Regions from separate parts of the Mus musculus genome. Here regions 1, 2, 3, 4, 5 and 7 are each linked to region 6. The links are chromatin contacts, called in public HiChIP or PLAC-seq and promoter capture Hi-C maps. All regions are on one chromosome and are shown on one strand. The core of a region is the stretch at or near the end of the contact, and the rest is flanking DNA. Distances in the headings are between cores, read along the strand shown. Region 1 holds the start of Grid1 (glutamate receptor, ionotropic, delta 1). Region 2 overlaps Shld2 (shieldin complex subunit 2). Region 3 overlaps Wapl (WAPL cohesin release factor). Region 4 has its middle 3.3 kb from the start of Gm52113. Region 5 overlaps Bmpr1a (bone morphogenetic protein receptor, type 1A). Region 6 holds the start of Ccser2 (coiled-coil serine rich 2). Region 7 overlaps Bmpr1a (bone morphogenetic protein receptor, type 1A).

What was found. Promoter capture Hi-C pulls out the DNA fragments that hold promoters and counts their contacts. HiChIP or PLAC-seq counts read pairs in DNA pulled down with a chosen protein or histone mark.
Region 1: a promoter capture Hi-C map of second pharyngeal arch cranial neural crest shows a contact between it and region 6. The contact joins the promoter of Grid1 here to the promoter of Ccser2 in region 6. A contact is called at or near these places in 11 of 39 promoter capture datasets (the 3T3-L1 cell line, cranial neural crest, embryonic stem cells and 7 more), 4 of 484 Hi-C or Micro-C datasets (adipose-derived mesenchymal stem cells, cardiomyocytes and embryonic stem cells) and 5 of 115 datasets of contacts at active chromatin or transcription factors (astrocytes, embryonic forebrain, embryonic stem cells and 2 more).
Region 2: a contact with region 6 is called in a promoter capture Hi-C map of pre-B cells, with 8 times the contacts expected there. The contact joins the enhancer-like site here to the promoter of Ccser2 in region 6. A contact is called at or near these places in 1 of 39 promoter capture datasets (pre-B cells), 3 of 484 Hi-C or Micro-C datasets (CD8 T cells and double positive thymocytes) and 1 of 9 other capture datasets (adipose tissue).
Region 3: a contact with region 6 is called in a promoter capture Hi-C map of liver, with 6 times the contacts expected there. The contact joins the enhancer-like site here to the promoter of Ccser2 in region 6. A contact is called at or near these places in 9 of 39 promoter capture datasets (the C10 cell line, cranial neural crest, frontonasal cranial neural crest and 5 more).
Region 4: a contact with region 6 is called in an H3K27ac HiChIP or PLAC-seq map of extraembryonic endoderm stem cells, with 8 times the contacts expected there. The contact joins the enhancer-like site here to the promoter of Ccser2 in region 6. A contact is called at or near these places in 7 of 39 promoter capture datasets (the C10 cell line, cranial neural crest, frontonasal cranial neural crest and 3 more), 1 of 115 datasets of contacts at active chromatin or transcription factors (extraembryonic endoderm stem cells) and 1 of 9 other capture datasets (embryonic stem cells).
Region 5: a contact with region 6 is called in a promoter capture Hi-C map of embryonic stem cells, with 5 times the contacts expected there. The contact joins the enhancer-like site here to the promoter of Ccser2 in region 6. A contact is called at or near these places in 5 of 39 promoter capture datasets (cranial neural crest, embryonic stem cells, hippocampal neurons and 2 more) and 1 of 9 other capture datasets (liver).
Region 7: a promoter capture Hi-C map of liver shows a contact between it and region 6, with 5 times the contacts expected there. The contact joins the enhancer-like site here to the promoter of Ccser2 in region 6. A contact is called at or near these places in 5 of 39 promoter capture datasets (the 3T3-L1 cell line, cranial neural crest, hippocampal neurons and 1 more), 2 of 484 Hi-C or Micro-C datasets (both in liver) and 1 of 115 datasets of contacts at active chromatin or transcription factors (embryonic forebrain).

What each region holds. Positions count from the first base shown.
Region 1 is chr14:34,818,863-34,821,693 of GRCm38.p6, reverse strand. Grid1 (glutamate receptor, ionotropic, delta 1) reads right to left here and starts at 1,558. Exons shown (of 16, transcript NM_008166.2): 1 at 1,388-1,558. The coding sequence starts at 1,466.
Region 2 is chr14:34,294,986-34,298,156 of GRCm38.p6, reverse strand. The region is part of intron 2 of Shld2 (shieldin complex subunit 2); the gene reads left to right. Among named protein-coding and RNA genes, the nearest start is that of Shld2, 14 kb to the left of the region's middle. Within about 2 kb of position 1,621, at least 121 of the 459 cell types and tissues checked have an H3K27ac peak or open chromatin away from gene starts, as enhancers often do. A contact at or near this core is called in adipose tissue and pre-B cells, where this site is marked.
Region 3 is chr14:34,744,231-34,747,281 of GRCm38.p6, reverse strand. Wapl (WAPL cohesin release factor) reads right to left here. Exons shown (of 19, transcript NM_001004436.4): 18 at 2,378-2,473; 19 at 1-1,657. The coding sequence ends at 1,592. Among named protein-coding and RNA genes, the nearest start is that of A930038B10Rik, 14 kb to the left of the region's middle. Within about 2 kb of position 1,696, at least 5 of the 459 cell types and tissues checked have an H3K27ac peak or open chromatin away from gene starts, as enhancers often do. A contact at or near this core is called in liver, where this site is marked.
Region 4 is chr14:34,622,281-34,625,035 of GRCm38.p6, reverse strand. No RefSeq gene overlaps it. Among named protein-coding and RNA genes, the nearest start is that of Gm52113, 3.3 kb to the right of the region's middle. Within about 2 kb of position 1,420, at least 24 of the 459 cell types and tissues checked have an H3K27ac peak or open chromatin away from gene starts, as enhancers often do. A contact at or near this core is called in extraembryonic endoderm stem cells, where this site is marked.
Region 5 is chr14:34,452,252-34,455,299 of GRCm38.p6, reverse strand. All of the region lies in intron 2 of Bmpr1a (bone morphogenetic protein receptor, type 1A), which reads left to right. Among named protein-coding and RNA genes, the nearest start is that of Bmpr1a, 49 kb to the left of the region's middle. Within about 2 kb of position 1,384, at least 52 of the 459 cell types and tissues checked have an H3K27ac peak or open chromatin away from gene starts, as enhancers often do. A contact at or near this core is called in embryonic stem cells, where this site is marked.
Region 6 is chr14:36,966,947-36,970,074 of GRCm38.p6, reverse strand. Ccser2 (coiled-coil serine rich 2) reads left to right here and starts at 1,311. Exons shown (of 11, transcript NM_027045.1): 1 at 1,311-1,533.
Region 7 is chr14:34,487,339-34,490,558 of GRCm38.p6, reverse strand. All of the region lies in intron 1 of Bmpr1a (bone morphogenetic protein receptor, type 1A), which reads left to right. Among named protein-coding and RNA genes, the nearest start is that of Bmpr1a, 14 kb to the left of the region's middle. Within about 2 kb of position 1,453, at least 32 of the 459 cell types and tissues checked have an H3K27ac peak or open chromatin away from gene starts, as enhancers often do. A contact at or near this core is called in liver, where this site is marked.

The DNA of each region.
Region 1 (2,831 bases), core at 309-2,808, 2.1 Mb after region 6:
GAACAGCTCATCCGGAGCTCTGGCAGACCTGACGCTTTCACTAGGCACACAGCTTCCCTGACCCTGCCCCTATAGCGGAGATCAGTTGGACTGCTGCTCTGGGGTCCTCACTGACCCCCCACAGCCCCTTTACCAGGCGCCGAGGGTCATTGCCAAGGTCCTATTGCTTGGCCTTCTAATTGCCCTGGAGCCGAGAGCTGGGTAGGAAAAGGACTCGGCTCCCGAATTCCTCACTATACTGGAGCCGCAATGCTGACCGCGAGACCCACTCTGGCTCCTGGGCGGGAAGCACGTTTGGATCTTGGCCCGGCACCGGCACCAGAGGGGAGGCCGCAGCCCTTGGAGTAGAGACTCTGTCCCTGTCATCCCCTCCACCTTCTGCTCCGCGGGTAACATCAGCCACGTTTCCTCACACCTCCCAACCCCCAGTTTATCCGTGTTAGCTGGTCTTTCCCAACTTCCGGAAAGGCGACTGCAGAGGGGCTCCCCCATAAGCGACCGCTGTTAGTCCCCCAACCGGGCCCAACTTCTCGAGATCCCAGCCATTCTGCTCCAAACTCCTGATCACTACCCCTCCTCCGGTCTCCCCTTCCTCTGCTTTTCCTCTTCTTCCTCTCCATCCAGCGCCCCCCACCCCACTATCCATGCTCCTTCCGTTCACCCCTACCATCCACACTGTACGCTGGCCCCAAGACTTATATCAGGCAGAAACTCTAGGACTGTCCAGGATTGGGCTGCAGTTGCCACAACCAGATACACACACACACACACACACACACACACCGAGAGCTACACAGACACACACCGAGAAACGGGCAAGCACTGTGTCCACTCTAACAGGCTGACAGAACGCGACAGTCGCACTGAGAAGCTCAGATGGCCCCACACACCCCAACGCCCTCTCACAGTGACACCAACCCCGTGCCAGGTGCATACACACTGGCACGCTGACAGCACCCATCCACAGACACACATGGTTCCGCTTTGGCCTCTTTGATCTTGCCCTGCCAACTTAGCTAGCCCCGAGCCCTATCCGACCCTGGCCCCAATGTTCAAGCTGTGACGAGGGGTCCAGCCCGCGGACAGCCCCGCCAGGGGCACGCATCTCGACAAGGGTCTATCCCAGGTTCCCCGCAGCCGCGGCCCTAAGTGTCGGCAGAGGCCGCGGGGCCCCGCGCACTGACAGGAGCCCCGGGGAGTAGCGAGGTGCCCGCAGGAGCGCCGAGCGGCCAGAGCACAGCTCCTCCGCGGGGCGGCGCGGGCCTTCGGGGGAACACCGACTGCCGAGCCCCTCGGCCCGGGGAGCCGCTAAGTTTGGACTCCGCGCATCATCGGCTCTATTAGGTGGCCCCCGCCCAGCCTCGGTCCGTCTGCTCTCCCAGCTCACCGATGTGGATGATGGAGTCGGCCCGCACCGTAACGCACTGGCATATCCAGGGAAGAAGCCACAGCGTCAACGCTTCCATGTCCCCCCGGCGCGCGGCTCATCCGCCCGGGCCCGGGGCGAGGCCGAGGGCAGCGCGGAGCGGGGAGGCGCCGGTCCCGGTGCAGTCCCGGGCCGCTCCCCGGGAGAGCCGAGCCCGCCCGTGCGTCTTCCCCCGCGCTCCCGCCCCTGCGCCCTGCGCCCGCCCCAACCCAGCCCAGCCCAGCCCAGCGCTCTCGGGCTCCCGCGCCGGCTCTGGTTGCGGTTGCGGCGGCGCTCGCAGCCCGAGCCCAGGCCGGCGCGGCGGGGGCGGCCCGCGGCTGTGGCGGCGGCGCTTCCAGCGGCTCGAGCGGCTCTGGGGGCGGCAGAGGCAGAGGCGGCGGCGGCCCGGCCCGCGCGGCGGCTCCGGGCTGGCTATGTGTCTGAGCCCAGGCGAGGAGCGAACTGCGGAGGACGCCCCCTCCCCTCCCCCTCCCCCTCGGCGGCGCTCCCCCTCCCCTCCCGCCCGCCTCCCTCCCCTCCGCCCTCCTCTCCACCACGTGACTGCGGAGCCTTAGCCTAGCCGCGCGCCGCTCGCCCGCTCGGAGGGGGCGCCCGGTGCTCCGCGCTCCCGGCCGGGGGATGCTACGAGGACGGCACCACGGTGGGGACTTGGTCTGTCTGCGGCGAGCCTAGGCTTGGCCGTGTGGGCCCGGCCTCTGGGTTCGCTGGAGAAACGGAGTAGGCACAGCCATCGACTACCCTCGGGGAGGGGGAACTCGGAACTCGCTGGCGCTGGGGGACTTCAGCCGAGATTTTGCAGTCCTGTCCCTGACCAGAACGGATCAGGGGGTCTCGGAACCCGACCCCCGACTCATGCAGCCTGCAAAGAGACTACAGACCGGGGCACCGAGCCAGGAGGCATCGGGATGCTTAGCGGGCGGGCGGCGGGCTCGAACCCTGGCTGTCCGGGTAGATTTCGGCGGGCGTCCATCCCCCGCCCCCGGGGCGGTGCACTGAGCCCGGAGTCGGGCAGGAGGCTCAGACTCTGAAGCCCAATTCATGGCCGGAAACCGGCGCAGCCGTGACCGCGGCGCCTGGACGTGAGGAGCCTTCCAAGCGGCCGGCGCTCTCAGACAGCGACCTGTACGAAGCCTTCTAGAGCGAGCCCGGGAGGAAAGCTCGCTCCCAGCCGCGGAAGCAGAGCGGGGCTCCCGCCGCCTCCGGGTTCCCTGACTCTGGCTGACCACCCCCGTGAAGCTGCTGAGAGATGGGGGGGGGGGGGCGAGGTCGCAATCCGGTCTCAATTCTCTCACCCAGGTCCTAGTTGGACGAGGCTCCACTTAACACACCTAAGATTTCAGGGAAACAGTTGAGCCCTCCAGGATTCTGATTCCTTCGGAAACCGGGTCCAGCTGAGTCTGGCAGA
Region 2 (3,171 bases), core at 372-2,871, 2.7 Mb after region 6:
CTAATTAAAAAAAAACAAAAAAAAACAAAACAAAACGGAGTCCCAGTAGGAATAAATAGCTGGGACTGTCACACTTCATGATCTGCTTTTTTATTTTTGTCTGTGCATATATATGTGTGTGTAGTAATGTGCAAGCTAGGTGTGCCTTTGGAGGTTAGAAGGTGATAGTTGGGAGGGAGTCCTTCTCTCCTTCCTGGTGGGATCCAGGGATTGAAGTCTGCTTGCGCCATTTGAATTCCAAATGCTTTCACCCTCTGAGCTCTCTATCCCTCCTCCTCCTGCCTTCCAGCTTCCTTTTTAGAGACTGGTCTCAAGTAACTCAGGCTGCCCTCCAGCTCGCAGTGTAAACAGAGGGTGACCTTGAATTTCTGAACTCCCTGCCTCTCCTTCCCAGTGCTGGGGTACAGGTACATGTTTCTTAATGTGGTGTTGAGGATGGAACCCAGGGCTTCAAGCATGCTAAGCAAGAACTAAATAGTTGTTCTAAATATAATATATTCTGATTATAGTCTTTCTCTCTCACCCTCCTTTTTAGATATTTTAGTGATGGCATTTTTGTATTTTTTTAAGAGTTCTTTTTGTTGTTGTGCTTTTTCTTTTTCTTTCTTAAAAAAAAAAAGAGAGAGACAACCTCACTCTAGCTATTCTAGAACTTTTCGTTTTTGTTTTTAGAATAAATGTCCACTTATCTGAATAGATAACAACAATAATCCCACCAGCATCCAGCCTGATGAACTGGAATCTACTGGAAATACTTAGAGGACTGCAGGTGACTCACAGGCCGCCGCTGCTTCACTGAAGAGCCCTAACCCACCGGGACGGGTGGGGTGTGTGTGGGGTGTGACTCATGGAAGGAGCATCCCTGGAGCTCCCAGGAAGACTCTCTTCTCTGCAGCAATAGCTCTTGTCTGTGTTATCTTGAGGAGGAATCTTAGGAATAGTGTACATTTTAGGTATTTCCTCAGAGTGTGAAATTGTCTACTTCCTGATTTGAATCTGTAAGTTTCTTTACTTCCTGATTTTTTTTTTTTTTTTTTTTTTAAATCTTAAGACAGGGTTTCATTAATGTAGCTCTGGCTGACCTGGAGCTAGCTATGTAGACTAGACTGGCCTCTAACTCACAGTTTTGAGTTTTTTGTATTGTTTCGTTTTGTTTGTTCTTTTGTTTTTTTGTGGTTTTGTTGTTGTTTCTGCTCCCAAGTGCTGCTATTAAAGGCATGTACCACTACTTACTGATTTTTAAGAGCTCTTTCCAGTGATGAAGTGTTTCAGTTTGAAATAAATTGCACCCAGGGGTGCCTGTAGTCCCTAGCTCTGCTGTTAGCCTTCTAAGTGCTTGTTTATTTGTTTATTTTAAAACACATTAATTAGTTTTCTTGAAGGTTGTCCTATAAAAAAGATTCCATTATCAAATTAGTTTGGGAAATCGGATACATATTCCAGCACCCTACCTCCACCACCTTAGCAATTCACAGTGAATATCAGCGTCTTCCAGGTTGATAAAGATGCTGGGAAATGGTATTACAAATCATCTTATCAAGGCCTTTTAAAAAGGGTGTTCCTCCTAGTTCTACTGCAAGCTAGTTCCTATACTCTCGAGGTCAAGCTGAGCCGGAACTGAAACCCAGGGTAGCTGGATGCTCACTCTCAAGCCCAGTTTCCTGTTCACAGTGAGCAAACAGCTTTAATATTAAACCCCCTGGTTTCTCAAAGTTGTTTGGATGTAGGCGTCGTTATTTTTCAAAACTTACTCAAAAGTCAGTCGTCCCTGAATGGGTTCCAGGAATGTTGCCTGGGTCAATCTACAGTAGTGATTGCAGTCTTTTAAATAATGATGTTTTGGGGTAGAACTTGGTTTTTAAGTTAGCATCCAAAGTAATGAGTTTCATCATGGCTTCTTCATACATTGTATCATTAGACTTTAGAATTGGGTTTTCTATTTGTGGTGTTAAAAACTGTATTTACTTGTTACTTTTTCTAATTGTACCTATTTTGTGTTCTTATTCACAATGACTTTCCTCCTAAGTTGTGGTAGGTCTTTGTTTTTGAGACAGGGTGTATTCCAGGCAGGCCTGGAACTCTCTCTGAATGATGGAGTGACCCTAGTGGTCTGATCTTCCTGCTTTCACCCAGTAGTAGTTACCTGCTAGCTGCCATGACCACTTTATGTGGTCTTGGGGACTGAGTTCAGAGACCTGTGCACCTACTCAAGCAGTCTCCGCTACATCCTTAGTGCCTGCTTTTTGGGTGTGTTTTTTTTTTTTTTGTTTGTTTGTTTTTTTGAGACAAGCAAGATCTTGCTATGTAGGCTAGGCTAGCCTCAAACTCAAATCTTACCATAACCTTACAGATGTTTCACATTAGCACTTTTCAAGTTTTTTAAAAAAATATTTATTTATTTATTTATTTATTTATTTATTTATTATATGTAAGTACACTATAGCTGTCTTCAGACACTCCAGAAGAGAGCATCAGATTTTGTTACAGATGGTTGTGAGCCACCATGTGGTTGCTGGGATTTGAACTCAGGATCTTTGAGCAGTCGGTTCTCTTAACCGCTGAGCCATCTCACCAGCCCCCAAGATTTTTTTAATACTAAAACACAAAGATTGCCGGGCATGGTGGCGGACACCTTTAATCCCAGCACTCAGGGGGCAGAGGCAGGCGAATTTCTGAGTTCGAGGCCAGCCAGGTCTATAGAGTGAGTCCCAGGACAGCCAGGGCTACACAGAGAAACCCTGTCTCGAAAAAACAAAAACAAAAAATCAAAAACCAAAGATTTATTTTTATTTTATGTGTATGAGTGCTTGCCTGCCTGCATGCATATAAGTGTAGTATTGTGAACTGGAGTTACACTATGTGGGTGCTGGGAAGGTACTGGGAAGCAAACCTGGGTCCTGTACAAGATTAGTAAGTACTTTATCTGCTGATCCATCTTTCTAGTTCCTAAAAGCATTTTTAATCCAAATTGGTGTTTCTCTTCGCCCTTTCTGTTCTAAGATTATTTCAGTCATAAACTTTTCGTGTTGGGGGTCCTTGAGATGGTCTACCTCATCTTCTTCGTTATTTTTCTTTAATTTTATGGCAGGTTAAGAAAATAATACCCATTTAGTAATTTGCATCAGAGTTTGAAGCTTTTTCTAGTAGTTCTGTAATCTTAGAAGAGTTACT
Region 3 (3,051 bases), core at 447-2,946, 2.2 Mb after region 6:
TTACACTGGCATACTGTGTTCCTAAAAGGTGACGGACGGGTAGGGGGTTGGGCGGGTAGGAGGAAGAAAACAATTTGCCTAGAGTCAGTTACTTCCTTATAGATTTCCCAACAATCTGCATTATCAAAAATAGGAAGACAATAGAAGGCAGCCACTGCATTTAAAAACATTACAGCTGGCACGGATACAAGAGCCCCGGTTTGTTACTTTATACAAGGAAATAACAAAGTCTAAAATGAGTCAAAGTTAGACTTTTAGCTATTTTCCCCAATACACACCAAACTAATATTTTTATGGCTTTAAGTTTTACAAATCCAATGAAGAAACATGATGTAACTATCTGAAAGGTAATTAAAAGTATTAATGAAACATCTCTGGAAAGCCTGTCCTCAGGCCAATTAATAAAAAAAGGAGAAAATGTATAACCAGTGGTCTGAACAATACAAAAAAAAAAAAGAAAAAAAAAAAAAGAAAAAACAATCTATGAAATTTACCCTATAAACCATGTTCTGTGTGTTCCACAACCATTTTCTAAACAATTGCTCTATGAACATAGAATCTGAATAAAAAAGGGTCTTCTCTACACCAGCAATTTTAAGGCTTTGCGCTTATGCAATTGATCCTGTCACTCTATAGAAGAATATACACGCTATCTGGAAAAACGGATTCCACATTGGTGTTTTAGCTTCCTTATTATATTTACTGAACTGAACATTAGAAAATATATCTAGAGAACGTCCCTCAAAACGTAACAATGTTTCAAGAGCCTCCCCAGCATTAAGTGTAAACTACCCTGGGTTTGTCTATTTTTGCTTAATCCTTTAACAGGGCACATTATCTTATATAACATAATATTCCCTCAAACTGCTATTTGTTTTCTTGTGCCTATAGCTATGACACATAATGGTATGACATTGAATATGGTCATGGTCTCAGAAGTGAAAAATAGTTCAACACCCAAACCTAATCAAGAATAAAAAAATATACTATTAATCCCTTGTGTCTTTGGATTCCATCTCATTTTAAATATAGACAGTAGTTCAGGGAACAACAACCAAAAAATTCACAAAATTATTAAAAGCTTTATTTACGATTGGAATCATTCAACAAAAAGCAAAAGCAAATGAGCCTGAAAAAGGATCTAAGCTGTTGTCTAGAATGTCCTCAGAACATTCAATACCTCAGTAGCTAAGCTGCCTTTGCACCTGACTGGCATGACAACAGTGGCTCAACATACACAGCAGTTGCACTAACAGCAGCACAAATTGCCCTCTTTAAACCTTGCCTGAAATACAGCAAGGAAACAGGGGCAGGTATAGACTCTGCCAAGTAAGTGTATTTAAATACTGCATGGGATTGTTAACAGCCTGAACCTTTTCCCTCATTTTTGATAGCTGCAGATTGATGTAGTAACTGTCATTTAGCAAACGCAGAATGCATGATGAAGAAATCGGGTGATCATAAAAATCCAAACACGAATGAATGATACTGATGAATGTTCTTGGTATATCTTCAAGGACTTCTTTCATGTCTTTTCTTTGTCTAAGGATAGCTTCAGCATTACCAAGCACCTGAAGCAAAGGTAAAGCAGCTAGCAATGTTCCAAATATTCAATCACTCTAGAGATAGACTTCTGGCCTGTTGTTCCAACAGCACACTAAGAGGGGAAGGAGAGAAATTAGAGTTAATACTTAACAAAATGGTAAACAAAAAAAAGTATCAAAGTCTACGTAGTAAAGAGTACACTGAAATTAAATCATTGCCTTAGTAATATAACATTCTGCCACAATAGTTTTCTGTTTGTGGGTGGCATCATCCCACAGCCTAGAAGCACAGCTGGAATAAAAGGAGAAAGCAGATACACAGGCATTCTCTATTAGCTGGCCACTCTGCTCTTCCACGCTGCTCTTGCCACACATGACTAAAAATTTTAGAACTAGCCTGGTGGTGGTGGCGCACGCCTTTGATCCTAGCACTTGAGAGGCAGAAGCAGGCGGATTTCTGAGTTCGAGGCCAGCCTGGTCTACAGGGTGAGTTCCAGGACAGCCAGGGCTACACAGAGAAACCCTGTCTCAAAAAAACAAAAACAAACAGAAAAAAAAACACACACACAAAAATTTAGAACTATAAACCAAAATGTACCTTCTGTAAGCTGCTTATGTTAACTATTTTGCCACAGGGAAGAACAACACTATGGGATTATTATTTTCACCTTCGATGTATTACATTTAAATTGAAAAACACATAAACTAGCCAGGTCCCACTGGTCCAATGGCTGAAACATGTGGATTGCCAGCCTGGGCTACAGTGTTAAGACTTTGTCTGGAAAATAATCAAAAACTCATATAAACTGCAATATACAATAAAAGTTACTTACCGTAAGATTCATGAAGCTTAAGAACTTTTTAAGCATCTCTGTCATTATGGAGAAATCTCCTTCTGGAAGATATTCCCTTACTGTAGTTACATTGATCTGAAGAAACAGATTAAAAACAGTCAAGCTGGTAAAAAATGATACTGTAACTCACTTGATGCTGTTGGCTCTGCTACATATCCCGTAGTCATCTACAAAGGACCCCAAAATTCATACGTCATTTCCAGTCCACATTCACTTACCTATTGTGCAGAAACATTCGGGTCAATTCCCCACTCCATACCACCCTACCCACAGAAACAAAGGGGAAACAACAAAGCTAGCCAAAGCCAAAGGTACAAAGAAACATCTGTGAATATTTAGTTTTGAAAATGCAGAGAAAGGTTTGAAATAAACTGCACAGTTAATTAAATATATAGACAGACTCTACACACAGAGGTGCTTATAAAACAGAAAGATGAAAGAAAATTCTCCATGCTACAAAGGTAAATTAGAAGACAAAAATTAACTAAATCTTTAAAACTTATCATTTGTGATAAATTATGGGGCAAATTCCAGGAAAGGTGACTTTTTTTATTTGATTATTAGCAAAACCAGCGCCCCTCCACACACACACACACACACACACACACACACACACACACACACACACACACACACATATATATATATATATA
Region 4 (2,755 bases), core at 171-2,670, 2.3 Mb after region 6:
GACATGCCTCTTCAGGTGTGTCTGAAGACGGTAACAGTGTACCCACATACATGAAATAAATAAATCTTAAAAAAATAAAGAATCCAGCTGGAGCCCATTTTCCTGTAGGGCATAAGATGAATATCCAGCCTCATCCTCCTGTGTGTGGATATCCGATTCTCCACAATACCTGCTTGTTTAAAAGACCACCCTATTTCATTGAATTGTCCTCAACACCTAAAAGAGATTTATTTTATTTAATGTGTATGAGTGACTGGAGTGCTTACATTTACATATGTGCACCATCAATACACCTGCCGTCCATGGCTGTGAGCCTCCAAGTGGATCCTGGGAACCAATCTCCGGTCCTCCACGAAGGGCAGCCAACACTCTTAACCACTAGGCCATCTCTCCAGACACTGTCCCGACAGAGCACCAACCTCTGCTGACCATGGATGAGAGAGCTTATTCTTGGGCCCTCAAGTCCACTCTTGGATCTATGTATATTTTTCTCTAAAAATCAATTCATTGTTTTGGAAAAATACATTGTTTGTTTGTTTTGTACATACATTTGCACGTGTGTCGGGAGATGTGAGAGTCAGTCTTCTCCTTCCATCACGTGGATGCAAGGGAGGTGGCTTACAGATAGATGATCAGGTTTGAAGGCAAGCATCTTCCTGATGCCATCTACCCAGGTCCCTCTCTCTAATTCTCTGTTCAAATCTTTCTTTCTTACTTACTTTCTGTTTTAAGAGATCATCTGCCTTTTATTTTTATTATTTATTTTTAATTACATATTTATTTTATGTATGTGAATATACTATCGCTGTCCTCAGACACACCAGAAGAGGGTATCAGATCCCACTACAGGTGGTTGTGAGCCACCATGTGGTTGAGCAGCCAGTGCTCTTAACCACGGAGCCATCACCTCCAGCCCCATTATTTGTTTGTTTACTCACCTTTTTATTTATTGTCCTTGTACAGTCCCGTCAAGTTTAATGGGAAAAATTAACATCAAAAACCACACCCCTGCACGTGAACAGGGAACTGACACCAGGACAGGAAGTCATAAAATCAAATAACTCGGTGCTCTTTCTCAACCTGTATTTGTTCCATGCATTGAAGACGTGACACCCATTCCTCCGTATGTGGGGGTCTGTGGTCTTGCCAAGCTCCCCGTGTGCTTTAACTCTTGTGCTGCCACAACTCCTGCTTCTACCACAATGGCCTTTCTCAGGCCTGGGTCTTGAGTGACTTCTGCCTTCCTTTGAGTTAGAGTTTCAGAAGGACTTCGTTGTCCTCACCCCTTATCGGAATGTTCTTTGTCACTGTGATCCTCAGGCTGTGTCTCTTGGGGTGTTTATCTCTGGACTCGTGTCTTCTTGTCTGTTGGAAGCTGGGTGCTTATCACGAAGCCGGCTTTTATTTTATCAGAGCACGCAGTCTCCAGCATAGCCTCTTCCTGCGTCAGCGCTGGCTTTGATCCAGCTCCAGCTCCTTGGTCTTCTCCCTCTGTCAGCGTCTGACTTTGCTCTTCTTTCTCTTGACCTTGACTAAGATCTTGAATAATGAAATTCTAAGATAGATGGAGAAACAGAAACATCTAATATTCTTTTTTTTTTCTCTTTGCTTTAGTCAGCGATGTCTCCTCTGGGACTAGTGTATCAGTGGCCACCATGGTCTAGATTCCCTGTCACTAAGGCAGGGCCTCTGCTTGCCACACTCAAAATTCTTTTTGAATGCATTTATGTAACGTAATGTCTGCCTGCATGTAAGAGCACATGAGTGCAGATGCCTGAGACATGACCTAATGGTGGTGTTAGATCCCCTAGAGCGATAAAGAACAACGAGTTAGATAGGTCACTGTGAGCTGCCTAATGTGGATGCTGGGAACTGAACTGGGGTCCTTCCACAAGAGCAGTGAGCCTTCATAACCATCTCTCCAGCCCCAGCATTTCCTTTTGTAATAAACGTAAAAGATGTCTACCTCAGACCTTAATAGTATGTTCATCGTATTTGGGATTGTTTAGGCTTTGCCTGAAGAAAAGAGACATGGGTTAAGCTAGTCCAAGATAAGGTGTAATTAGCCCTGGACCTGCAACATTCCAACCTTCTCCACATTCCTGCCATTCTAATCAGCTATCAGTCTTTGCGGACAGGGCTTCTTTCCAGGAACCCTCGCTCACATTTTACAATTCACTTGGGTTGGTTTTGGGTGGCTATTGTTGTTTTTTAATCTAATGCTTGAGGAGGCCAGAAGAGGGTGTCAGGTGGCCTGGAGCCAGAATTACAAAGAGTTATAAGCCACCATGTGGCGTACTGAGACTTGAACCCAGGTCCTCTACAGCAAGGACTCATAACTAACTTCAGAGCTGTCTCTCCAGTTTCACTATGTTTAATGTCTGTTGAATCTGCAGATCTAGATCTCTCTCTCCCTCCCTCCCTCCTGCTCCCCTTCTCCCCTCTCTCCCTCTCATTCTTTTTATTTTTTATTCTGTGTTTTTCTATGTGTCTGAAAAACCTGTTCTTACTTTTTTTTTAAAAAAATAAATAACATGCTATAAATATGAGATCTGGGCTGGTGCGGTGGCTCAGTGGTTAGGAGCACTGACTGCTCTTCCGAAATTCCTGAGTTCAAATCCCAGCAACCACATGGTGGCTCACAAACATCCGTAATGAGATCTGACACTCTCTTCTGGTGCATTTGAAGACAGCTACAGTGTACTTACATATAAAAATAAAATAAAAAAATCAATTAATAAATATGAGATCCCAA
Region 5 (3,048 bases), core at 135-2,634, 2.5 Mb after region 6:
TGGAATATCAAAGTATGCCAAGTGCTAAAGAAAAAAGCCTGGCTGGGGATAACAGGAAAGCTTTCAAGTAGCAGTGCCATTACAGTTTGAATAGGATAGGGTAGGATCACTGAGTAAGACAAGTGTTTTGTTGTTGTTGTTTTGTTTTTCAATTAGCTCAGGGACCAAGTAGCAATACATCTTTTCTTATATCCTGGGGAAAGGATGCAGGTGGCAGTCCTATACATGTGCCAGGCTTAGAGCAAAGGCTTTTGTGTCTTGTTTAAGGAAGAGCCGTGGGTAGTGCAGCTGGAGTAGAAGAGGAACTGGAGACTGGTGGACATCTCTAGACTTAAGCTTTTACTCTGGGAGAACCAGGCTATCACTGGAGGTCTTTAAACAGAGGTGTGGTTTACCCCAACATAATTAGGATTGCTCTGCCTGTGTGGTGAATATGTGGTGTATAAAAGTATTTGTAGACCATTTATAAGACTGTTCCAATCATCCAAGTAAAGGTTGCTAGTGTCTTAAATTAGAGAACAATGGAATTAGTGCGAAGTGTGTAGGCTCAGGATACAAACTGAAGGTAGAAACAATTGATTTGATGGCAGGAGAATGAGGGGATGTCTTTGGGTTTCTATTGCTGTGAAGAGACACCGTGACCACAGCAACTCTTACAAAAGAAAACACTTAATTGGGGCTAGCAAGACTGGGTTTTTCTCTATGTAGCCCTGGCTGTCCTGGAACTTACTCTGTAGACCAGGCTGGCCTCAAGCTCACTGAGATATGTGTGCCTCAGCCTCCACCTCCTGAGAGCTGGGATCAAAGGTGTACGTAATTACTGCCCAGGCTGACCTGGAACTCATGATGCTCTTGCCTCTGCCTCATTCAGCAAATCTTACTGTCATATGCCACCACAACGGGCAGTTTACTGCCTCCTCACCAAAAAGTTCTAAGTAATTGAGGCTTCAAACAAGATTGCTTGCACAGTCAGTATTTCTGAGGATCTGGTTTGTCTTCTGGTCTTATCTCAGAGTAGCTGCCAGCAGCTTCAGAGACTGTTAGCTCCTGTTCATATTCAAACTGAAGGATTTTCTTTTCCTTAGATGCTAAACCAGGTTTGTGTTGTTACAGATACACTCACAGCTCTTGAAGCAAAATATTTTCTCCAGATTTGGATGAGATCGGCTTTTTACTGTTAGAAAAATAATCATGACTAGAATAACCCTGACCAACGCTGCTGCAGTTGTACATGTGCACATTGGGGTTAGGGCTGCTGGGAAAGAAGTTAAAATTCGGGAAGGAAAATGGATGAGTTGCTTGTTAAAGGAAAAGACGATATTCTTATGCTAATCCAGGCTCTGGATAAGGAGCAGAGCTGCCATGCAAACAATGGCTGTGGAGCCAGAAAGTCTGCAGCCAGAATAGTATTTCTCAGAAAGCTTGTCAGGCCGGGCGCCTGGAGCTGCTTAGGGGGGCTTTCCTTGGAAGGGGGGCTTTCTTTGCCGATTTATGGAACTTGCAGCTGGCCAGCTTGCTGGAAATTCCCACACCTTTCTAGTATTAAGTAAAAATGAAGGGTATGGGGGAAGCTTGACAGGAAAAGGAAAGAATGACTGCAGACTTGTTTTTTCAGCTGACTTCAGACTTTCCCTATTTCGTTAAGGGTTTTCTTTTCTATTTGTTCTTTAGTTATGATTGAACTGTTAGTTCAACCTTCTTGTTTGTGAACTTTTATATTTTTTTAATTTAAGATATTCTTGGGGTTGGAGAGTTGTCTCCACAGTTAGGAGTACATACTACTCTTTCAGAGGACTTAGGTTCAGTTTCTAGCACCTATATAGTCTACTCCCAGGGCACCAGACACACAGGCATGCATCCAGACAGACAGTCATGTATATGAGTAAATCTTTCTTTAGTGGGTGGTGGTGGTGGCACACACCTTTATCCCAGCTCTTGGGAGGAAGAGGCAAGCAGATCTCAGTGAATTTGAGGACAGTGTGGTCTACAGAGTGAGTTCCATGACTACCAGGGCTATACATAAAAACCCTGTCTTGAAAACAAATAAACAAATAAAAATAAATAAAAAGTAATAGATAAATCTTTCTTTTAAAAATACTTTATATATTCTTGTAATTTCATGTTATTTTCTTGAAGAAACTGTATCAGTATGGGTATATGCAATTGTTAGTTACCAATTTGATAGCTTTTAAATTCCTGCATCATTTTACTGTTTTGATTAAGTGGTGTTTTAAATATCTGCCTGCGTGCATGCATGTGTCTGCCACTGATTCCTCTGTCACTTTTTTTTTTTTTTTTTTTGAGATCTGATCGATCTAGTTAGGGTATCCATCATGTCCTCACAAGACTCCTGTCTCTACCTCCCCAGCCTGGGTTTTTGTTTTGTTTTGTTTTGTTTTGTTTTTAATTTTTTATTAGGTATTTTCCTCATTTACATTTCCAATGCTATCCCAAAAGTCCCCCATACTCACCCCCCCCCAGCCCCCCTTTTTGGCCCTGGCATTCCCCTGTACTGAAGCATATAAAGTTTGCATGACCAATGGGCCTCTCTTTCCACTGATGGCCGACTAGGCCATCTTCTGATACATATGCAGCTAGAGACTCGAGCTCCAGGGTACTGGTGAGTTCATATTGTTGTTCCACCTATAGGGCTGCAGATCCCTTTAGCTCCTTGGGTACTTTCTCTAGCTCCTCCATTGGGGGCCCTGTGATCCATCCAATAGCTGACTGTGAGCATCCACTTCTGTGTTTGCTAGGCCCCCGGCATAGTCTCACAAGAGACAGCTATATCTGGGTCCTTTCGATAAAATCTTGCTAGTGTATGCAATGGTGTCAGCGTTTGGAAGCTGATTATGGGATGGATCCCTGGATATGGCAGTCACTAGATGGTCCATCCTTTCGTCACAGCTCCAAATTTTGTCTCTGTAACTCCTTCCACAGCACTGGGTTTTATAGACATGCATAGCTGCACATGGTTTTTATGGGCCTACTGGGAATCAACCTCAGGTTCTCATACTTACACCTTACAGGCTGAACCATCTCCTTATG
Region 6 (3,128 bases), core at 62-2,561:
GATTGTAGCGTAAAGTCCAAAGCATATTTAGCAACCTCATCGCATGAGTGTTGTGTTTGAATCTGAGGTCTGGAACTGGTGTTTGCTCTCTTAATGATTTACTTAATCTAAAAAGAAACATACTGCATGAAGCCCTAGTCTTTTCCAGCACTTTAAAGATACACATTATCATCCACAAAATTAAGTCTCCCTATCATTATTCTATTGACCAATTAAAGAGACAAGTAATAATGAAACAGGTAAAAAGGAAATTTACTCATTATGGCCACATAGGGAATTGGAGGAAGCAAAAGGGTACAGTTATCACCAAGTCCACCGTCAGGAGTACTGACCAGAGGTTTAAGTCTATATAGAGAGCTAGAGATAGTTGTAAATTGAGCACTCCTGCCTGGTTAAGGTGTGATAGGACTGACCTAGCACTGTTTCGGCTCACTCCGGTCTATCTTGCAAAGTGGTCTGAGAAGTTGTCAGAGCTACGAATCCTGGGAGGCAAGCTCCTTCTCTGGATAGCGCTAGGCCTTCAGTGTTGTTTCCATTTCTCCAGGATGAAAATACCTAAAATTTAAAACATTATTTGGAGTATAATGTTTCAACAGTCTGATGGCCTGAGGGGCGCTAGTGTCTCCTCCCCTACCACAGTGGTTATGTTAGTGGTCTGGAGGACAGGTGGAGACTTTCCAAGTTCTCTTTCAATATTATTAATTTCAGTTGAGCTGTTAGGGCTAGTGAGGAGACTAGGCAGTCTAGGGTCAGATAAATATCACCGTCAATGCTTTTAATAGACAGCCAGATACTGAAGGCTTTCATGATGGTGACTCTCAACGACTTGTCTGACCATCTAGGAAGGAGGGAGAGATGGCATTTGGAATGGGATTGGGATCCACAGCCTCATAAAATAGCTCCAATTCTCAGCTCTCAGTGTTTTATCGCAATCTCCGCTCAGATTCAGTATGCACGGCTGAGGCATAGCCAGCCACAGTCAGGCCAAAACAAGACGTAAAGTGGGGAAGTCATGCTTGCTCCAGTGTTCAGATCACTCCTGTCAGACTGGAGCCGGAGCTGACAGGTTTGGTTGTGGTCAAGCTGCACATTTGAATCCAGCCAAGAGACCGGAGTGAAAGGTTCAAGCCAGGAAAAGACCTGAGTCAGGGGGTAAAAAGGCAAGGTCAGTGGATCAGGGCGGAGCCTGCGAACGGCTGGCGCGAGGTTGGGGCGGGCCCGGAGGCGGGGTCTAGTCCAGTGAGACTCGCGCCTGCGCAAGGACAGACCGGGAGGCGGGGCCGCGCACGCGTAGTGCGAGGGCCCTGGAGGGCGGAGTCCAGGAGGGTGCCGGCCTAGGGAGGGGGCGCGGCGTCGGTGAAGTCCGGCGCTCCCGCAGGCCGAGGAGGCGATGCTGGCTGCTGCGGGGCAGGCGGCTGGACAGACCGGGATGTGACGGAACTGCCTCTCGCCTCTCTCCCATCCTCGGGCGGGCAGGTCGCTGGGCGACCGGCAGCCGGGCCGCGGCCGAGGAGGCAACGCGACCTCCGCACGGTGAGAGTCGGGGGTCAGGGCCGGGGTCTCGGGGCGCCCGAGGCTGCCTGGCTCCGGGGCGCAGCGCGGGCGGACGGAGGGCCGGGTGTCCTTGGCCAGCAGCGCTCTGGGACGACCCTCGGAGCCCCCGCCCCCTCTCCCGAGCCGCCTGCTGTGCAGCGGGCAGGCCGGATGCCCCTGCTCGGTGGTGCTGTGACGGGAAGGGGCCGCGGGATGCCCGGGCTGCAGCCTTCCTGCACCGGGAAATCAGGGCGAGGCAGAGATGCCCTGGGATTTCAAAGCCTGGATGCTCGCGTTGGTGAGGGAAAGTACCTGAGAGCCCGGAATGAGTGGGATTTTTTTTTTTTTTTTTTTTTTAAATCACTGAGTCAAAACAAAGACACGCCCTAAAACACGTCTTGAGAACTTTGGTGGATTACGGGGCGTCTGTAGGTTCAGGTGCTTTACGCCCCTCCTCTCCCTCTTTTGGACGTCTATTTTTATACATTTTTTTTAAAAATGTACCTACTTTCTTGACAAAGTAAAGGGAGGGGGCAATCCATTTGAGGTGGTCGTTGCTCGTAAAGCCTGATTTTGAATTTCAATAATTGCAAATTCATCTTTGCTGGCTACCTAGCCAATTAGGTTTGCTGATCATAAAATAGGCCTTAGCCATGGAAATGACTAGTGCACAGACTCTTCGCCGTTCAAGATTGGAATGCCCTGTTTCACTTAAGGAGAGAGAAAAACCAGGTGGTTCACGCCTTTATCCTGGCATTCAGGACGCAGAGGCAGGTGGATTTCTGTGAGTTCCAGGCTAACCTAGTCTACATAGCAAGCTTCAGAATAGCAAAAACTACCTGGACCTTGTCTCAAAAAACCCAAGCTGGGGGAGGACGGTTATGAATGAGAATAAGCATTTACCTTTTTTTTTTTTTTTCAGAGTAGCCGTTTGAAAAAGCATTTTTTTTGGGGGGGTCAAGAACATTAAGTATTAGTGAGACATATGTATTTAGACAGTTGATTAAAGTATCATCATTTAGATTAAAAAACTGGAATCAAATTTAATGCAAAGGATAACTATAAAGTATGCGTTAAAATGTATAGTGTATAATTGGTAAGGGATGTAAACGTTGATGAAGGGTTTGCATTGGATGAAGTCAGTCTTCTTTCCAGACTTTATTAATGTTTGTCTCTCTTAATTTGTTAGAGTGCATTGCTCTTCTCTTATATGGTGGTTTTCTTCCTTGTTCTCAGCAACACTGACCTCAGTCTCTAGGTTAAAAATACTTAACAACCCTTAACCTGTAATTTGTTCTGTTTCTTTAATACGTCATAACAAGAAAGCCAGAAGCCGCCCTTCGCGCAGGAACTTTTTTATTCTACCTTCCCTCAGGTAGAATCTTTTTGCTTGTTGCCATATTGCTTTTACTATTGTGGGTGAAGAAGAGAATTTTAATTTCATGGTTAGAATTCCTTCAGTCTTTTCCAGTTTCTGGTGCTTGTCTGCGTTCTCGTTTCGTCTACAGTTACACATGTCCTCTCCATGGGACTGTTTGCAGTTCACAGACGATGGCATCTTCCTTTGTTTCCTGGGTCCAGAATTGTCTTCCTAG
Region 7 (3,220 bases), core at 204-2,703, 2.5 Mb after region 6:
TTGGGATTAAAAGCATGTGTCACCACTGCTGGGCTATGAATGCATCTTTAATGCCATTGTTACTAATAGAAGCTTTAGCTATTGGAATATTAGAAGCTAAAGAAAAGGTATAAGGCTGAAGAGATTGCTTAGTGGTTAATAGCATTTATTGCTCTTGCAAAGGGATCCGAGATTCACAACCACCTGTAACTCCAGCCTCAGAGGGATCTGATACCTCTAGCCTCCATGGGTTTTAAAAGTGTGTGTGAGTGTGTCCTTTTTTTTTGAGGGGAAAGTCAAGAGTGTATAGAGAGTATAGTATTTACCAATGTATGTTGCCAGGTATACAGTGTACCTAAGAAAAAATCAAGATGGCCAACTGAGAAACTACTATTAGGTGACTGGACTATGAATATAGTGAACAGGTTTCCTATAGGCCAGAAATAGCTGGTTGGGACTTTCACCAGTTGCTTCATTTGCTACTTGTGCCTGCTGATCTTTGGCCTACTGGGCAGTTTCCATCCCAGACATGCTTTGAATGGTGAGAACGCTCTGGAAGATAAAGCTTTCAGTTTCCTGCTTACCTCCACAGAAAAAATCCGTTGTTTTGAAGGGTCAGTGACAAACAAAGTCTGGTTGCTTTTTGAGTGCACTTAGAGAGCCAAAACTATACTCTGGTGCCCATCAGTATAAAAACAAACTTAAAAAGAAGTTTATAGTCAGAGGGCATGTAGCACTGAGTAGCCTGGAATCTGGAAGGTGGAAGCCCTGTTGTCCTGCTAGAAGAATTCGAAAAAGTATATTAAGAGAAATTGAAAGAGGCTTTCTCTAAAGTTAGCGTAAGGGGGAAAAAAGTAATATGAGGGCTAAAGAGTTAAATAAGAGCTGCTCTTCTAGAAAATGGGATTTTTCCCCCCCTAGCACCCACCATCTAGCTTAAAACTGCCTGTAACTCCAGCCCAGGGGATCTGATGCCACCTTCTTACCTCCAAGGCTACCTACTCAAACTATTCATACACTTAAAACCACGAAGCCATTGTCTTTGATTAGTGATCTCTACAGCTGCGCTTACTTGCTTTAAACTTTAAAGTGAGCTGTCCTCATTTGCTTTGGTTTGCTGCATTCTGAAACCACCCTCTCATTTTAACATATCAAACAAAAACCATGGCTTTAAAAAATCTTACACTGTCAGATGATATTCCTTGTAATTTTCCATTGACCCTTGCTTCCTCTATTCTGTGAAGAATGTGTCTTGTATGGCTTCCTGTCTCCAATACGACCTTTTTCTAATTTCCCTAGGTAGGTGCTTCTTGCATCACTTCTATGACCTTTCTCTAGCTTCTGGTGCCTTATCTCAGCCACCTATACTGATCCCTTAGGTCCGTTATATTATAACAGTAGCGCAATTGTAATTTCTTCAGTCATTTCAGTTTTGGACATCATGCCCTTTGGCTCTTGCCCTCTAGTATTAACAGTCCTCTGCCTCTGAAATCGAGAACTCACTGACAGTTATCCTCTCTGTTCCCCAGCACATGGTGTGGAGTGAACCACATTTGCTTTTAGCGAGTACTCAGAACTCCCATTGGGCCTCAGCCTCATCCCCTCCCTCATTCTCATATTCCACAGAACAGTTCTCATCTGAATACCAACATACTATGATTTATCTCTCCTTAAAAACAACTTTTCTGGCTATAGCTACTTAACTTTTAGCTCTGTCTGCTCTCTACTCTGAAGGTTTCACTTTGCCACTTTCTCTTTCTGGTTTGCCAGAAATAAACCTTGACCAATTGCTCCCTGAAAAGCAAACAAAAACCCAAATAACAGTAACAAAACAAACATAAAACCATTCCTGGGATTCTACTTTCTCCTCTCATTGTTGCTTATTCTTTTTTCCTGTGACCCCATCCCTAAAGAAATATCTGTAGTTTTGATGTATGTATGTATGGAAGATGTATATATGCATTGAGTGGGCAGGACAATAACCAGAGTATTGCCGCAGCCTGTACTTGTGAGTTTGTCACCTTCTCTTTACTCACGAGCCAACCTGAATCAGGTTTTGGTCCCAGCCTCCTGCTAAACAACCATTGAGAAAGCATCATTTCTCATCCTGGAACTGTTGATTTCCTAACAGTTTCCTCTTGAAACGCTATTTTCACACCAGGCTCGAGGACAGTATACTTGCAAGGGTCCAGTCTGTAAGCCTCGGTACTCATACATAGTTTTGGTAATTTTATTTGACATCATGACTTTAATGGCTTTTATTTTAATCTATGACCTGAACACTTTGAAAATGCTGCCTTACTTCACTTGGGTGTTTAATAAGCAATTAAAGTAGATCTCTCTGGGTCTGCAGAGTTAGCTCATTCTTGAAGAGTATTGATTGTTCTTTTAGAGGACCCAAGTTCACTTCTAAGCACCTGCATGGTGGCTGACAACTACCTGTAACTCCAGTTCTGGAGGTTCTGACACTGTCTTCTGACCTAGTGTACCAGGCATGCATGTGGTACACATACATATATGCAGGCAAAAGAATTATACATATAAAATAAAAACGAATAAATCTAAAAAAGATTTAAAACACAGCTTTTTCTAAAACAAACTTTTGTCCCTCCCGAGTCAGTCAGTGACTTAAGGAACCAACCTATGGTGACCTCAATGTAGTAGAAATCTTTTAGCTTTCAATAGTACCATTAGGAATTAAAGCCCCCCTCCCCGCCTTCTTGTGCTGGAGATTGAATCCAGGGTCTTTCAGAGTACATTAACTTCTGCACCCTAAGCTTCATACGTGCTCCTTCTATGCTTATCTTTCATTTGAATCAGTTTCTCGGCTTCTCCTCCACCATGGCCTTTTTAATTCTATGGAAGAAAGCAGTATTTCTTTCTCCTATTTCCTGCTCTTCTCTGGGTACATTTTGCCCTCTTGTAGAAAAACTTTAAGATGAAAAAAAAACTCTAAAGGACAAAGTACAGTAGGAAATCCAATCACAGAAAAATAAAGATAGCCCTCTACTGCATAATATACTGAATAATGAATTCAAAATGACCTAAGAGCTAAGCCATAAAAATTCCTAGAAGAAAAGCATAGGTAGAAATCTTTGTGGTTTTGAATTAGGCAGTGTTTTCTTAGATACAGCATTAGCACCATTAAAAAATAGACAAACCTGGATTATATCAAAATTAGAACTTGGTACACCACAACTATACTATCAAGAGACTGAAAAGACAAACCACAGAATGGGAA